Linked DNA regions of Mus musculus: region 1 is linked to region 2. A link is a contact called in public promoter capture Hi-C data. All regions are on one chromosome and are shown on one strand. Each heading gives the region's core, a stretch centred on a gene start, on an enhancer-like site or on the middle of the called end of the contact. The rest is flanking DNA. Distances are from core to core; before and after follow the strand shown.

Region 1 (6,007 bases), core at 3,444-5,943, 1.4 Mb before region 2:
GCCCACAACTGATGTGCCTTTCTTCAACTATTCTGTGGAAGGGTTAGGACTTTGGGTTCCTAGGTTGCCTGAAGCAGGGTAGAGATCCCAGGCTGGTATCTCATTAAGCCAAACCCTTGCAGTGCAGGATCCTCTCCCTCCCCCTCTTTCTTTTTGTTCTATCCCTCAGCTGCTGCTGGCTCTTGGGGGGCTGCATTGTTTTGCTATTTTTGAGTTGACTTGCTTCAATAATAAGCCCACCCTCTTGTACAAGATTAAGCAGACAATTAGGAAATCAATCAATCAATTGGTGTCAACTGGAGAGAAGAGGCCTGTGAAAGGCCTTTCCAGTTTCCCAGTTTCAAAACCTGCAGAGGCTCTGGGCTGGCAGGGCAGGGACTGGAAAGCCAAGTTTCATTTGCTTCCATATTGGGACGGCCCCATTCCCCAAGTCAGGGACAAATCTAGGGGTGGGAGAACTAGGGGGTAGGAAGGAATATGGGACGGCATCAAAGTTTTGTATGTTATACTGATGTGCCAGCCCAGCTAAAGACCACAGGTTTGGGGGTCCTGGAATACCTGACTCTGGGCATCACCCAGTCCACTAGCTAGAGCCAAGGGCTTCCCAAGACCTGGACGTGAGCGCCTTCCCAGGCACGCAGGTTCGCCTGGGCTACAACTTTCTCCCCAGCCGAACCCACAGTGCCTTCAACTTTGCTCCACAGAGTAAGAACTTTGTATTTTTCCTGAGAAGGGAAAAGAACTGTGCTATGGAAGAAACAGGAAGGGATGTTTTAAAGGGAAAAAAAAAATTATGTTGACTGGATGCTACCTTGGGTTTTGAGCTGAACTTGAGACCTGTCCCCAGTATGGAGACTTTCTGAGTGATGTGGCCACTGAAGCATTGAGAACATCTCAGAATGTTGGTTTTCCCCCTTTCAACAGCAAACTCATCTCTCCCTCCCTGCTGTTCTTAGTTGTCTACCCAGGAGCTATGACAAGCTTTTCCTGCAGCATAGTCTATGCCTCCACCACTAAGAGTGTATGGGACTGGTAGTTTGCAAAGCAGAGCTAGCTTTGCCCAAGGCAAATAGGCAAGACTCCCTCCCAAGCGGACTTAGTTCTGCCGGACTACTGAATGGACCTCAGACCGAACTTGTCAGAAGTCCAATGTATCTAGGTGGGCTTGGGTACCATTTGTTTGGATGGAGCCAATTGGGGGTAGGAAGCCCCTGACTAGGTTTCCAGTTGCCCTATAACTCTGAAACTTGGCTTGGACCCCGTTCATGGGACACAAGGTGAAATCAAAGTTAGGGGTTGGGGTGTCAGGCACGGGAGGCAAGGCTGGTAATCCAGGAAGAGGCGATCTGCTGCTTTGGCTGAGAAGAGTGTCAGCTTGTATCCAGATTCATGGCTGACCCCAGGTTCCATGTTATCAAGGGTTTTTACTATCCTAGGCCCTGGTCTGGTCTTTGAAGGCAATGGGAACAGGATGTGATTCTTGCTAGACTGTTGTACCTGGGCCAGGTGCCCAACTGCTGACCAAGCAAGCAACAGGCAGGCAGTCCTGTTACTGACCGAGAAGGAGGCTGGTGTTTCCCTTCCTTTCAGAGCCCAGAACTTCAGGAGAGGAACAGGCTGGGGACTCTCACCGCTTCCTGCAAATCAAGCCCAGCCCTAGCAGTAAAGAGAACAGGACACAGCCCTGGGGTACATGTTTATGTGAGTAATAAAATATTTACTATAACATAAATATAAAGGGAACTTCCCAGTCTACATTATTATTATTTTTTGCAATAAAGATACAAAGAGAATGGACCAAAACATTGTTCTGAAAATAATAAAAAATAAAAACAAAATTTAAGCTGAAACCTTAACAAACAGATGAAGAAATGGTGAAGGGGGAAGCTCCAAACACATCCAGAAAATAAATAGAGATGGGTCAGAAATTAGGAAACCATATTAAAATATCTTTTTCGGTTTAGTCGGGCATACAAACCCTTTAGGATGGGGAGGGAGAACAACCCAGAAAACCAAAAAATAAAAACCAAGCACAAAGTGTTTCTTCCCCCCCTGCCAGTGTGTACATATCTCACATATTTACATGGTTCCCACCTCACCCCAAATTTGGAGAATTTCTCCCCAGGGTTCCCCCAGCATCCCGCATCCCGCGGGGGCCGGAAAGAGAGCAGGGGGAAGCGGTAGGGAAACAGGCGCAAGGTTCTTGGGGGGAACGGGTTTATTTCTACAGCTAGTTAAAAAATAGTTCCAACTTTTCCAAGTTTCGTTCGTTAAGGCCAGGAGGGGCAAGGCCCGGCGGGGAAGCAGTGGCCCGCGATGCGTGCTCGGTCTTGCGGGTGGAGATGCCCCTTCCCACCCGGGTGTGCGTGGGAGCGCAGACCCTCTCTGCTAGGCCAGGAACCGAGCCGAGGGCTCGGGTAAAACGAAACGAAAAATGAACACTCAAAAAAAATTTTTTTGTTAGTTTTTTTTTTTTTGTTTTTGTTTTGCGTTCTTGAAGGAGGAGAGGGGAAGAGAAAGGGAAAATAAATTAGGCTAGATTAAAGCTTTGGCTATTTCCTGCTTTTATACACAGATGCGGCTCTCGCGGCCTCCCCTCTGGGGCCCCGATAAATACAGCATACAGCGATTTAAATTAAGGGCGCGGGCGGAGTTAGAAGGACCCCAGGAGCCGAGAGGCTCCACGAATAAATAAAAACCGTAAAAAACCAAGCCCGGAGAAAAGGTGAGGGGGTGGGGCGCGTCCAGGTGCGAGAGAAGAGGCGCGGAAAGAATAAAGTGACAGCCCCCACCCGTGACCTGCAGGCTACAGGGAGTCCGCGCCCGGGAGAGCTGCTGGGGACTCTCCTCTCTTCGTCCATTCTCCCGGGGAATCCCTAACCCCGCACCGCGTTACCTTTCGCTGTGGGGAGGCCGCTGCCGGGATCCGGCCCCGAACAGCCCAGGGGCAGGGGCGGGGGTCGTCGAGGGGATGGGGATAGGGAGCAGGCAGTGGGCACAGGGCGCCCAGAGTGAGTTGGCGCATTCTGGATCTTCCGCTGCTCTCTCCCGGGACTCGGGCGACACAGCCTCTCGGCCGCCTTTCGCCGCTCGCTGGAGAGAGGGGTCGGTCCCGGGTGTTTGGTTTTGTTTAAAAGTTTCTGAGCTTTTTTTTTTTTTTTTTTTTTTCCTTTTTGTAAAATCCAAAGCAAAACCGAATAAACAACAAAAAGAGTCCAGGCCGCGCGCGCTAACTGCGCGCCGGAGGCACCGCTGCGCCGGCGGGGAACCCAGTCCGCAGGGTCACTGCACAGAGCCGGGCAGTGTGTGGTGGTGGTGGTGGTGCAGCGCGGCCGGCGGGGGTGGCGGGGGCGCAGAAGGTGGCGACGCGCTGCCCCCGCCAGGCCCCAGCTCCCCAGGCGCATAAACGTCGTCCATGGGCGGGTGGCCCGCGCCGGCCGCGGGGGTCATGCGCTTCTCCTTCTGCCGCCGGTTGCAGAACCAGACACGCACCACCTCCTTCTCCAGTTGCAGGCTGTCGGCCAGGCCGGTGATCTCGTGCGCAGACGGCTTGGGACACTTGAGAAAGTGGCTCTCGAGCGCGCCTTTGACACCCACCTCGATGGACGTGCGCTTCTTGCGCTTGCGGCCCTGCGCCGCGATCTTGTCCAGGTTGGTGGGGCTGCCGCTGGACGAGTCGGTCTCCTCCAGCCACTTGTTGAGCAGCGGCTTGAGCTTGCACATGTTCTTGAAGCTCAGCTGCAGGGCCTCGAAACGGCAGATGGTGGTCTGCGAGAACACGTTACCGTAGAGGGTGCCCAGCGCCAGTCCCACGTCGGCCTGGGTGAAGCCCAGCTTGATGCGTCGTTGCTTGAACTGCTTGGCGAACTGCTCCAGGTCGTCGGAGCTGGGAGCATCCTCGTCCGAGTGCTCGCCCACCGACGAGCCACCACCGCCCGCGCCCGGGTGCAGGTGCGCCGCCGCCGCGTGCAGGCCGCCCGCGTGTGCATGTCCGTGTGCGTGTCCGTGTGCGCCCAGGTGCGGTGGTGGCGACGGCTCCAGCTGTGCCTCGTGGCCGTCCTCGTGCAGTGCGTGGTGCAGGCCGGGTCCCGCGCCGCCGCCTCCCGCCGCCAGCATCCCGGCCAGGCCGCCGCCGCCGCCACCGGGGTAGGCCGCCTGAGCGTACAGCCCGAGCGGCTGGGGCTGGTGACCCCCGCCGGCCCCGGGCGACGGCGACATGGCGGGGCCCAAGTGGTGCGCTGTGCCGCCTTGTGCCCATGCCGCGCCCGCGTGGGCCGCCCCTTGGTGCACCAGGCGGGCGTGGAAACCGCCGCCACCGCCGCCGTCGTCAGCTCGGCCGGTACCGCCACCGCCTGCCTTGCCGTGTTCCAGGTGCGGGCCGCCCGCCCAGTCGCCGCCGCCGCCTCCTCCCGTGGGTAGCCATTGAGGGTGCGCTAGGCCCACGGGGTGGCCCGCGCCCGCGCCCAGCCACTCGTGGTGCATCAGCTTCTGCACTTCGCGGTACGCGGCCCCCGCGTGCAGCCGCTCGGCCGCCGCTGCCGCCGCCGCGGCGGCATCGGGATGCATGAGCGGCCCTGTGCCCCCAGCTCCGCCGCCGGGGCCCCGCGGCAGATACTGCGCGGTGGTGGCCATGCCGCCCCGCGCCCTGCGCCGCCCCGCCGCCGCCGCCGCCTCGCTCCGTCTGCGGGCCCCGCCGCCGCGCTCCGCCGGCTTAAAGCCCGGACCCGCTGGGCGCTCCGGAGCCCCACCCCGCCCGCCGCCCATTGGCTGCCCGCGGAGCCGCCTCCCGCCTCCCGGCCCCGGCCTCCTCCCCCCGTGCCCGCCCGCCGCCGGGGCCTGCAACCCGGAGCTCGCTATTGGGTCTCGCTCCCGGGGTCCCGCGCGCCGGCAGTGCTGATTGGCCGCTGGGGCTTCATTCATGACCCCCACCACCACCGCCCGCGTACACATTCACGCCCCGGGGGCGCGGCCGCCACGTGGGGAGTGGCGCGGGGGTGGCACTGGGACCGCACCCCCTCCGGTCCCGGCTGCGTGGGCCCCGCTCTCACCGCAGCGCGGGAGACTCGGAGCCCGGTCGGTCCCCACGTTCCACACAAGCTCAATTTCCGCCTGCATCCCACTGGGGCGGGCGGGGGATTGCGGGCTCCGGGAGGCGCTCGGGTTCCGAGCAGAGACTCAGCCCCGCACTCTTCCCTGCGCTGCGCCTCTGCCTGCGGGCCAGGATCCCGCGAGTCTGGGCTGCAGCGAGAGCGAAGCTGCGTGGCTTCCCGGCTCGGTACCGCGCGGCTGCTAACCTCCGGGGCCTCGCCTCCTGCGGCTGCCAGGTCGCATCGCGTTCTCCCAAGGTCTTGGTTTTCCCTCTACTCCCTCTAGACTCAGCGCCACAACTAGCTGGACCTCTGCAGTCCTGAAAGTGCAGCAGGCACGGACAGATTCGGATCGGCTTGGGCTTCACGCCTCTCGCCGGCTCGCCTTCCTTTCCCTGGGCACCGAGGCCAGGTGAGTACCGCGTGGGCAGTGCTGAGCCAGGACAGTGAGCCGCTGAGCCTGTACGCGGAGATGCAAGCTCCAGGAACCAGTTGGGCTCCAGGGTTCTGGAATGAGAGAACCTCGGGGTGGAGACTGGTTCCAGAGAAAGCGCCACCAGTGGGTGGGGAATGGACACTGGGCCCTGTCCTGCGCTGCTGTAGCCTTTTCGTGTTGTTTTCCTCCCAGCTGGAACCGGTGGTCTGTCGGCAGCGCTGGTTGTGCTGGGGTTATGCCGCCCGGAAACTTGCAGAATAGGATTTGTGGACTGACTTAGGGAAGGACAGTTGGGCACCTCGGAAATCCAATGTGCAGGCTGGCAGCTGGCAGCTGGCAGCTGTCTAGCCTCCCGTGGAGTCAACTCGGACTTGTCTGATAGGGAATTGAGTTCGAGGTGTCCTTGTTGGAGAAGTGGACAGTGGGATGCGGCCAACTTCTTCATCCCTGTCCTTGTTTTGTGTCTCTCCTAAGGATCCTGAGT
Region 2 (5,695 bases), core at 827-3,326:
GCTCTCTGCCATTGAGTCTGTACTCTGGTTCTTGAAGACCCAATAGCATTGAATTTGAGATCCTCCGTTTGCCATGACCGTGTGGTGCTAGGCCCCTCATGGCGGCAGAAACAGGCTTTGAGAATTATTTCTCTTAAGTAGCAGTTTCTGCTAAGTAATTTTTAAAGGATTTACATAAGGAACTATATTATACATCCCCAGACCTAACATGTAAGATTTGAGGATGAGAGAGAGAGAGAGAGAGAGAGAGAGAGAGAGAGAGACTGACTCTGCCCTTTTTTAGATAGGGTCTCACTAAGTCAAAAGTTAGCTCTAGCTACTTATAGAGATCTTCCTGCCTCTGCCTTCTGAGTGTTAGGATTAAAGGCATATGTCCCCATGCCTAGCTGTAGCCTCTTAAAAAAAAGTTAGATGTGTGGTGGTGGTACGAGCCTTAATCCCAGCAGTTGAGAGGCAGAGACAAGTGGATCTCTGAGTTCGTGGTCAGCTCAGCCTACAGAGTGAATTCCAGGACAGCCAAGTTACACAGAGAAACCATTGAGGAAAAACCTAGACAAACTAAAACAGTCATTCTATGTATGTGTGCACGTGCCGGGGCATGTACAGGGTGGTCAGAGACAAATAAGGTTTAGTAGAGCAAGAGAGACACCTGCTCCAGAGGCCGGTTCCTTTTCTTTCCATTCGCATCCTCTTCTCTATGTGGAAACAGGCCTAGGCAGGGGAACCGAAGGCTCAGAACTGCATGGTGACAGGGCACTTGGGTAGCATGCACCAGGATCTGGATCCAATCCCTAGCAGTGGATGAAGAAAAAGGAAGAAGGAAGAAGAGGAGGGGGAGGAAGAATGGAAAGAAGAAAGGGAAGGAAAGGAAAAGCTCTAAGGTGAGTTGGTGGCGGTTGTGGGCTGGGTGGCAAGGCCTGGAGACTTAGAGCCTGACACCACTAAGCACTCACCATGAACTACTGCTAAGGCCTTGACATTCTTCCGTTTGATGTCTACACCCGCTATGAAGCTAGCTTCATCATGTATACCCATTTTATAGACCAGAAAACTGAAGCTTATGGAGTCACCGAGCTGATAGGTAGCAAGGATTGTACAAGTTCAGTTTGTTCCACAGGTTAGAAGTTAGATTATTTAACAAAAAAGAAACTGCATTGGCGGCTTGGTGGTTTGGTGGAAGGGGTGCTGAAGATTGGAGTCTAGGCTTTTGCAAGTTGGCTATTATTTCCCTCAGTACCTAAACACAAATCCCAGTATGCTCAAAGCGAAAAGGACACAGCCCCCAGTCCTTTTGTGTACTATGTGAAAACTGTTCCCAAAGAAGAGTGAAATTGGAAAAGTACAGAAGTCTTCATAGTAGACAAACTATGGGCAATGGAATGCGGTATCTACATCTATGAAGGTTTCCTAGGTCTGCAGGAAAACTTCTCAGGGGCGTCCCTGGGGGTAGCCAAACGACAGAATATCCTCCAGCTGAACTGTCCTCCCATCCCAGCTCCCTGAACCATAGTTGGTTCAGGGTGTTATGGTTCAGGGTACTCAGGAATCTGCCGCATTGGTGCTATGGACGCACTGGAGTCGCTGCACACGCCCCCGCATCTTGGCTGACACCTGAGGGCTGCGCACAAACTTGAGTGTGCTGGACTTTCTCACCCCCGGACGGCCCTCGCTCCACCCTGTCTTACCTAAGATCGTTCTCTTGACCCACATCGATGGGTCCATCAGACTCGCCGTCGGAGCCACTGGGCGCCCTGGGCCGCTTCATGCCGAAAGCTGGCTGCGGGGTCCCAGCCCTGCGATCCCTGGAGTTGGTTGTTGGGCCCCGCCTCAGCCCCGCCCCGGCCCGGGAGCCGACGCCGCCCTTTCCCAGGGCCCTTTCCTGCACCGCAGCCCGGGGCGCCCCGGCGCCCCCTCGCCCCCGCGGTGACGCGCCACCGAACCGTGGGAAGGCCCCGGGCGGTCACCGCCCCCATCGGCCGCTGGGAGGTCCGGCTCCGCTCCACCGGCGCTGCCTGGGCTGGCGCTCTGGGTGGCCTTGGGCAGGTGCCCTGGGAGGCCCCACGGGGAAGCCCAGAGAATCCGGATCTGTCCCTAGTTCTGTGCGACAGACTTCGCTTTGCAGTGCCTCAGCTTTTTATAAGGGTCAGACCTGTACCTTCCTGCTCCAGGGCATGCAGGGAGGGCAGATAGGTTTGGAAAGGTTACTGGGGGTGCCTGTGACCCCTTGGAAGTAATTCTTCAGTCACTCCTTCTATAGGGGACCAAAGTTTGTGGTGTGTGTGTGTGTGTGTGTGTGTATTGGGGAAGCTACGTGCACTGTGGGATGCTCAGAACTTCGAAGTCCTTTGGTGAACCCCCAAAGGGGTGGCTGCTGCTTGCCAGCTGAGAAGGCTGGAGGAGGGGAGACAGGGTCATAGAACCCAAAGTGGCATTGAACTTGATGTGTAGCAGAAGATGACCTTGAACTACTGATCCCTGACCCTCCTGCCTCTGCATCCCAAGTGCTGACTTTACAGTGGCCAAGATCTTTGAGCTTCTGACTTGTGGGAGGGAGCACAGGAATGGAGAAGGTAGGTAGGGTGTGGTGGTTGGTGGGGTATCCCTGGGAGTCACCCCAGTTCATTTAATGACAGCTGTCCTGGCAGGCACCAGGGAGAGGAAGAGAGGAAAGGAGCCTTCGGCTTCTCTTTCTGGGGGAGCCTGTCTGACCACAGACAACTATTTAGTCAGTGAGAGTTCCTGTCCTTGTGCCTAGAGATTCAGCTGCCATCCTCCCAGGTCATCGTACGCAGAGAAGTGCAGAGGGAAGCTGAGGGAGGAGAGCAAACTTCTTGCAGGGGCGGCAGGGAGATGGTGGAGGTGGGTGTGGTGGGCAGGGCACCAGAGGAGTCCTCTCCCTTTGTTCTGCTCACTGGGACAGGCACAAAAGAAAGCCAGCTTTTGGTGTAGGGAAGTGGGGTTGGTCACCTGAAGCTGACTACACACACTTTCACCATAGTCAGCTCTGCTTGCAGATACTTCCTGATGGGAAAGAACAGGCCTCTTGCCACTCAGACCCACACGTAACCACTTGGCCAAGCACAGAAACTTATCATGCTCATAGATGACCAGATAGGACTGGCATGAACGGTCGCCATCAGGAAACTCTGCTGGCCACCGCAGCCGCAAGCACCAATTCTCCTGTTCCAAATGCCCTCAGCACTCACATAATTTCTGTGGGCACCTGCCAAAACAGTGAGAACCTCAACCAGTGTGAAGAGTGCCCAATGTGTGCACTAGGCATTTCCTAGAAAGGCAGATACTTGTTTGCTCTATGTGATTGGCTGAGAGAGAAAGGGCTGGCAGATTTGCAGGGGAAGGTAAGGGCTCTGAGGTAGGCATGTTCTCGAGAGACGTCCCAGGTCCTCAAAATACACTGCACAGTTAAATAGGGACTATGGGGTTCGGCAAAGAGATTTAAGTTTGGAAGTCATTAGGTAATGGACGGCCTTTAAAGCTTTGGGAGAGGGCAAATGGATGGAGAGGCGGCGGAGCCTGTTAGTTACTGTTTGGTGAGTGCTTCTCACAGCAGCTGGAAAGGTACCTAAGCCAGTGGTTCTCAGCCTTCTTAGTGCTGTGACCCTTTAATACAAAGCTTCATGCTGTGGTGACCCCCAACCATAAAATTATTTTCATTGCTACTTCATAACTATAATTTTGCTACTGTTATGAATCATAATGTAAATATCTGTGTTTTCTTTTATGGTCTTAGGCAACCCTTGTGAGAAGGTTGTTCAATCCCCAAAGGGTCTCAGCCCACAGGTTGAGAACTGTTATTCTAAGTGTTCTGTAAATTTTAATTCATTTAACCCTCAATTGGCCAAGCGAAAGGAGATGGGTAGTTAGAGCAACTCCGGCAGAAGAAGAAGGAGAGCTGGAATTCCACAAGGCAGTTTGATTTCAGAGGCAAATAACTTGGCTTTATTATCTTATAGAGCTCTCAGACATTAGGCCATGCACTCTAGCTCTAAGCCTAGTGCTATGCTGTCAGTTCAGTGGCCTTCACACACACGCCTAAAGAAATTGAAACCTAATTGGCTTGAATTTCTGATTGCAACACAACAGAATTTTAAAAAATTACATCTATTTATTTATTTAGTGTGTGTTTCAACTCAGGTTTGGTGGAAAGCACCTTTATGTGTGAGCCATCTCTTTAAAATACATATATTTTAATTCAAATTCAATTTAATTAAAATTCATATATATGTATATATATATCCACAAAAATTTAAAATACATATATTTCAATTCATCTTTTTTATTTCACCCTCTTCTTTCACCCTATTCTTTTTTTTACTTTTTTTCTTCTTTTTTCTTTTTTGGTTTTTTTTCTCTATATAGCCCTTCCTGTCCTGGAACTCACTCTGTAGACCAGGCTGGCCTCAAACTCAGAAATCTGCCTGCCTCTGCCTCCCAAGTGCTGGGATTAAAGGCGTGCACCACCACTGCCCAGCTCCTTTTTCCTATTTTTAATGTCAGTATTGTAGCCCAGGCTGATATTGAACTCAAGAGCCTCTAGCCACAGCCTCCTGAACACCAAGATTATAGGTGTGAGACATTAATTACATCTTGCTTTTTTTTTTCTTGCCCTACTGTGGCTCCTAGAACATCTTTGGTTGTATAAACAGCTCCCATGATGTTCTCACTGGCTAGTACAAACCCAGAACGGCCTTCTCAACCTTTATACTAGTAATAATCGGGGCTGGGTAACTGCAGCTTGGGGTTATTCTGTGGCCTATAGAAAGTTAAATGCTAACCACTTCCCACTAGATGCAAGCAGTATTTTCCAGAAAAATCTACGGGTAACACCAAACGGGAGAAATTGGCCCCAGTTGAGATGTACTGCTCAAAGCAACTGCTTACAGGCGAGTAAAACCTGCAGACCATGGGCCACTTGCACCCAACATAAAACTGAAAACTTACTTAAAACATTGAGTGTGTGTGTGTGTTTAGAAAGAAACATCAACAACTCTTTTGCATAGTTCTTGAGTATAAACCTTGTAGAAACAGTGCCGTGTGGCAATGTAAAAGTGTAAAAGACTGGGCACACCTGGAAGGTTCGGGAGAAGACTCAGGTTGCTAGCGGGAAGCCTAGGAAAGGAAGGAAGGATACTCAGAAGGCTGGGAGAACCAAGAATGCTCAGCGGGGGCCCAGAGAACGCTGCCCGGACTTGGCTGTGAGCCTTTACAATGCCACCAGAGCATGTCACCTCCCACTCAGCATCACCCCCAGCCTCCCCATCACATCCTAAACCAAATGCTAGCTGCTCCTCACGCAGCTACACAGGGCAAGTGTGTAATCTATTATCTAAGCCTCAGTATCCTTAAGATTGAAGGGAGGCAATACTAGTTCTTATTCCCCAATGGTCCAGGGTACACAGGTATGACCACCTAGTGAATACTTGTCTCTAGGTACCTCTCAAGCTTCATCTTCTGCCAGCTTCTGCCTCACTTCTGCAGAGACCCCAGTCTTCCTGCCTTCCTCCCTGCCGGTGCTCCATGCTTGTCTCTCATTCTGAGTCTTGGCTCTGCTACTTTTTCTCCCCAGGATCTTCATTTGTGTCAGATCATATCAGATCTCACTTTATCCAGTTCTTTGTTGTCACATCCCCAGAGAGGACTATCCTGACTGCCCCAAAGTAGCCACCCCCCCCCA

Evidence for each region. Capture Hi-C pulls out chosen DNA fragments and counts their contacts.
Region 1: a contact with region 2 is called in a promoter capture Hi-C map of liver, with 2.2 times the contacts expected there. The contact joins the promoter of Pou3f1 here to the promoter of Heyl in region 2. A contact is called at or near these places in 1 of 39 promoter capture datasets (frontonasal cranial neural crest) and 1 of 9 other capture datasets (liver).

What each region holds. Positions count from the first base shown.
Region 1 is chr4:124,656,332-124,662,338 of GRCm38.p6, reverse strand. Pou3f1 (POU domain, class 3, transcription factor 1) reads right to left here and starts at 4,693. Exons shown (of 1, transcript NM_011141.2): 1 at 1,684-4,693. The coding sequence starts at 4,632. The coding sequence ends at 3,283. It overlaps Gm2164 (predicted gene 2164), which reads left to right and starts at 4,852. Exons shown (of 11, transcript NR_168006.1): 1 at 4,852-5,499.
Region 2 is chr4:123,229,937-123,235,631 of GRCm38.p6, reverse strand. Heyl (hairy/enhancer-of-split related with YRPW motif-like) reads right to left here and starts at 2,076. Exons shown (of 5, transcript NM_013905.3): 1 at 1,686-2,076. The coding sequence starts at 1,765.